Linked DNA regions of Mus musculus: region 2 is linked to region 1. Evidence: chromatin contacts called from public Hi-C data. All regions are on one chromosome and are shown on one strand. The core of a region is the stretch at or near the end of the contact, and the rest is flanking DNA. Distances in the headings are between cores, read along the strand shown. Region 1 has its middle 41 kb from the start of Cck. Region 2 overlaps Lyzl4os (lysozyme-like 4, opposite strand).

Region 1 (2,699 bases), core at 120-2,619:
CTTCAAGTCAATCTCATAACTGTAACCCCATGTAAAATCAAAAAGCAAATTACGATGATCTGAAGAGATAGCTCTGTGGTTAAGACCACTGACGGCTGCTATTACAGAGGATATAAGTTTAGTCTCTGCACTCACTTGGGCTAGCTCACACCACATGTAACTCCAGTTTTGGGATGATCTGACAACCTCTTCTGGCTTCTATGGGCATTGCATTAACACCCACCCACCCCAAACATATACATATGGATTAAAAATAAAAAAACAAAATCTTAAAAAACAAAAATGAAGCTGGAGAGATGGCTCAGTGGTTAAGAGTACTGGTTGCTATTCTTCCACAGAACCCTGGTTCAATTCCCAGCACCCACATGGCAGTTCACAACTGTTTGTAACTACAGCTCCAAGGGACCTGGCACTCACACAGACATACATCCAGGCAAATAAATGAATCATTTTATAAAAAGCAAATTATATACTTCCAACCTACAATGATCAGACTATTCGTTACCATTCCAAAATGGAGGGAACGGGTAAAATGAGCAGATATTTTACCAAAACAAGACCAAAAAGCAGCAGACAAACTCTACATTCTACATCTCTGTGTCTGGTGTCAAACTGCTCTTTAGATCTCCAACTCCTTTACCTTAGTTGACTGCAGCACACTTCTCTCCCTTGTTTCCACAGATGGTCTGCTGCTCTCCTTGATAGGCATCCATGACTCTGGCATCTCTAACATCTTAGGAATCTCCATCCCATGACTCTGGCATCTCTAACTTCTTGGGGATCTCCAGCACAATCCAGGCTTCACCTTCACAACTTCACAAAATGGCCTCTCCAGGCCTCCATGTAGACGCTCATCTGATACTTACCTGGACCCAAGGGCTTTCCTGAGCTTTGGAGGATGATTGTACATCTCCTTACCTATATTCTTCTTGACTCTAAATCTAGAAACACGGTTGCTCAAGCTGCCAAGTTCTTCTGCCTGCTTGGACTAATGTCTGCTCCTCCCGCCTCTGAGTTATATTTACAATAAGCTTTCCACTATTGTTTAAGCCTGAGAAATCCCTCAGGCCTTGGCAAGTATGGCCTTGCTCTGGGGTTACTTCCCTTTTATCTCATTTTGCATCATCAGACTTCTCTGTAAACTTCTCCTTTCCTTGAGCACAAGTCTTGGCTACAACATTATATTTCCTGGAATTTCTTTTCTTCTCAGACTGCATTTTATATTTCTTTTGCCCCATTTGCTTCTTTTCATTATAGGTCTGTGTAAGAATGATCACTAATAACCATGTGACACAATCAATACAAGGCTGTCTTGAAATCTCTGGCAATTATTAGTTCAAAACTCTTCAATTTAGCCTCAGGAAGATTTTTAGAAGAGCAAAAAGCAGCCAGATTCTTTGCCAAAATATTACAAGAATGGTCTGCAGTCCAGCTGCAAATATTAATAATATTTCCTTCTGAAACCCTTTGAGCTGAGCAGCCTGCACAGTCCACATTACTCTCAGCATTACTATCTTCCAGGCTCCTACTAGGATGGCCCATTAAGTCCCACTTATAACATTCAAATACTCCCTAAATACAAAGTCCCAGTGTCTACATTCCACCCACAAGTAGAATAGTCAGACCTGTCACAGTAACACCCCACTCCTGGTACTGATTTTTGTCTTCATTACTGTTCTATGGTTGTCATGAAACACCATGGCCAAGGAAAAGCATTTAATTGGAGGCTTGTTTACAGTTACAGTGGATCAGTGGATCATCATCATGGCAGGGAGAGTGACAGAAGTCAGGCATGTTGCTGGAGAAGTAGCTGAGAGCGAACACCTCATCCACAAGTTGTAGACTGGGAGAGACATTGAGCCTGGAATGAGCTTCTGAACCCTTACAGCCTATCCCCAGTAACACACCTACTCCAACAAAGCTACTCTTGTTAATCCTTTCCAAAGAGCTCCTCTAACTAAAGACCAAACATTCAAACATATGAGCCTATGGGGTCCATTCTCATTCAAACCTCCACAGGCTTGATACAAATGTTTCAATTAAAAAAAAATGTACATTGGTGTTTTGACTGCATGTATGTCTGTGTGAGGGAGTCGGATGCCCTGGAACTGGAGTTATAGAAAGTTCTGAGCTGCCATATGGTTGCTGGGAATTGAACCCGGGTTCCCTGGAAGAGCAGTCAGTGCTCTTAACCACTGAGTCACCTCTCCAGCCCCCAATTCTCCTATCTTCATGTGACATTCAGTTTGGTTGTCTGGGCTTCCTTAGATGTTTGTTCCTCTGTTTTACAAGTCTTATTCATACAATCTAGATTTTTTCCCCAGATATTTTGTAAATTGAGATTTAGTGTTCATGTTTTATTTGAGTTTGTTCTGAAAGCCTGTCTGCCTTACCACAGCCCATAATTGGTGATGAGGTTGTGTAGTGAGGAATTTCCATGTCTGTGGTAGTATGGGCGACAACTTGTTACTGGATCAGCAACTGCAAAGGACACTTGTGTTTCTTAGCATCCACATCCCTGCACTGTCACCCTCCTAGCATAAGAAGGAAGGATGTTCCCTTCGTCATTTCCCATCCAGAGCTGCTTCTTCAAACATGGAGTTCCTCTAACTGTGCACCATCCTTTCTGAGAGCCCTCTCTTACATGATCTGGGCTTTAGCATTCTCATCCTAGTCCCATTTGCTTTCTGACTTTTGGG
Region 2 (2,699 bases), core at 123-2,622, 69 kb after region 1:
GAATGTATCTAAACCATAACAAGCCCTCAATAAAGTATGAGCCTGAATATGTAATTTATACATGTATGTACATAAATAATATATACATATATCTGTGAATACAATAATATACGCATGTAAGTATAATATGATGTGAAATTGATACATGTACATACATAAACATAATATACACATATATCTATGAATAAAATATATGCATGTAAGTATATGGGCAATACTATGTGTACATTATCCCGTCCCGCGGGATTCAGTTATTCGTGGGTGCGAGGGGGACCGAGAACCTGGAAGGAAATGGGAATAAAAGAAAGAAAGTCGGAGGACCAAGTAGATATGTCAACCTATCAAGGTCTCGTTTATTAGGCTGAGGTGCCTTCTTTTTAAAGCATACATCGCGGGGAATATGGGAGGGGTCGAGGGAGAATTATACAAAGAACAAAGAAGTGGGCATCTGCTGACATGGGGGCCGAAATCAGGCGCCAGGCAGCGGGCACTCTGGATCTTATCTCTGGAACATAGATCCTCCTTGACAGCCTTGGGGGTCAGGCTGGGCTCAGGCGTAACTCGTGTCCTTGGATGGCATGGGAACTCAGGAAGAGATAGGGAAGAGGGGACTATAATTCAGCTTTACAGCCTCAGGTGCCAAGAAAGGAATAGGGAGGAAGGGGGGTGATAACCAGCTCTTAGTACAATGCCATTTGGCCTGTTAGGGAGATTGTGAAGGGCTCACTTTCTCACGGGATGGTCTCTGACAGTACATATATAAACAAATGTACATGTACAGCATAGCATGTAGAAAGGAGAAACAGGATGAACACTAGGAGATGAAGGGCTGACTGCAGCTAATGGATAATTGGGTCATGAAAGACAATAGTGAGCTAATGCTTTTCTAGTTTTAGCTCTGTAATGGAGTCTTTGTTTTCTGGTGGTGGATAAGTACATAAAAGTAGAATGGATACTAGACATATGGAATGTGGCATTCTATACCTCTAGCATGGCCACTCTAGTTTTAGAGAACGTCACTGAGATGTGGACCTGGCTAACCTTGCTGTGTGACGTCTTCTATTTATCATTTCTTAACAAATCTTAGCTTTAAAGAAATGCAAAGAAAAATACAATATGACCCCAAGAGTGCCAGACAGCTTGCCTGCTGTAGTGGTAACTCAACTGGTTTTGCATCTGGAGACCCACAGAGACACCACTACATTACACAAGAGGAAATCCACAATCCCAATGTCTTGCCCCAGGCCCAGAGCCACTAAGGGACAAAGCAGTGATTGACACTTCCTGGTGGTGGCTGCAGAGCCTGGCTTTTCTGTGTTCAGGCGAACTTGATGAGGGAATTATGAGCAAGATGACACTGCCATCTAGTGGGGACTCTGCCACACAGCCCAGGGCTTCCTCTGGGGTCAACCACACAATGATGTCCAGAGAACCCAGGACCACCATAGGACAGACACACTCATAGAATATTCCCTGGAAACCTGGTCCCAGAGAGCTCATGATTCTAAAGTGAGGGCGTCCTCTTCAAAGAGAAGAAACCTGAGGTCAGGGTTTGCAAAGAGTTGTACACGTCACTAGTACGTCTGCGTGTAGCTGTTCACCAGACCCATCAGCTCTGGTGCAGGACACGGAGATGAGGCACGGGATAGGCGCATGTTGAGGAGGATGGAATAGAGGAACTTGAAATATAGAGCCTGTACTAATTACTCTCCTCACCGCCGTGACAAACGCCTGGCAAAAGCTTACAAAGAGGGTGTGTTTGGGCTCATGGTTTGAGCTTAGTCTACCATGGAAGAGGGAGGCATGGAGGCGGGGCTGTGAGGTACAGAGTCAGACTGTTTCCATAGTCAGGAAGCAGAGAGATGGATGTTGGCATCCCACCAGCTCCTGCTTTTTATCCATGCCCTGGCCCATGGGAGGTGCCACCCACATACAGGGTGGATCTTCCTCAGCTAAGCAGCCTCATCAGGCATATCTCCTAGGTGATTCCAAACCTAGTCCATCAGATAATGAGGAGAAACTAGCTCAGGGCACTGAAGTGACTGACAGCCCCTCTCTTATGTTGTCACCTCTGGCTCTTCTACATCAACTCTCCAACTTGGGATAATATGGAAGAGAGACTCTAAGGAGGACCATGACCCTCTAGGTCCTGCCGATATGCTTAGACTCATATCTCCCCTGCCCGGCTCACACCTAGAACAGTGCCACATTAAGGGTATACACCTGCTTACCTCACACCCAGCCACACTGGGGGTTCACACCTGCCCAGCTCACACCTAGGACTGTGCCACACTGGGAGTTCACACCTGCCCACCTCACACCCAGCCAAACTGGGGGTACACACCTGCCCACTCACACCTAGGACTGTGCCACACTGGGAGTTCACATCTGTCCACCTCTCACCCAGCCAAACTGGGGGTACACACCTGCCCACTCACACCTAGGACTGTGCCACACTGGGGGTATGCACCTGCTCACCTCACACCCAGACACACTGGGTGTGCACACCTGCTCACCTCACACCCAGACACACTGGGGGTGCACACCTGCCTACCTCACACCTAGAACAGTGCCACACTCGGGGTTCACACCTGCTCACCTCATACCCAGCCACACTGGGGGTACATACCTGCACACCTCACACCTAACACAGTGCCACACTGGGTGTTCACACTTCCTCACCTCACACCTAGGACAGT

Evidence for each region. Hi-C and Micro-C count contacts between places; a contact is called where the count stands out from the background.
Region 2: a Hi-C map of bone marrow-derived macrophages shows a contact between it and region 1, with 58 read pairs. The contact joins two enhancer-like sites. A contact is called at or near these places in 7 of 39 promoter capture datasets (3T3-L1-derived adipocytes, the HPC-7 cell line, cranial neural crest and 4 more), 2 of 484 Hi-C or Micro-C datasets (bone marrow-derived macrophages and macrophages) and 1 of 115 datasets of contacts at active chromatin or transcription factors (embryonic stem cells).

Annotation. Positions count from the first base shown.
Region 1 is chr9:121,535,197-121,537,895 of GRCm38.p6, forward strand. No RefSeq gene overlaps it. Among named protein-coding and RNA genes, the nearest start is that of Cck, 41 kb to the left of the region's middle. Within about 2 kb of position 1,370, at least 4 of the 459 cell types and tissues checked have an H3K27ac peak or open chromatin away from gene starts, as enhancers often do. A contact at or near this core is called in bone marrow-derived macrophages, where this site is marked.
Region 2 is chr9:121,604,264-121,606,962 of GRCm38.p6, forward strand. The region is part of intron 3 of Lyzl4os (lysozyme-like 4, opposite strand); the gene reads left to right. It also overlaps a transcript of Lyzl4 not described here. Among named protein-coding and RNA genes, the nearest start is that of Lyzl4os, 19 kb to the left of the region's middle. Within about 2 kb of position 1,373, at least 16 of the 459 cell types and tissues checked have an H3K27ac peak or open chromatin away from gene starts, as enhancers often do. A contact at or near this core is called in bone marrow-derived macrophages, where this site is marked.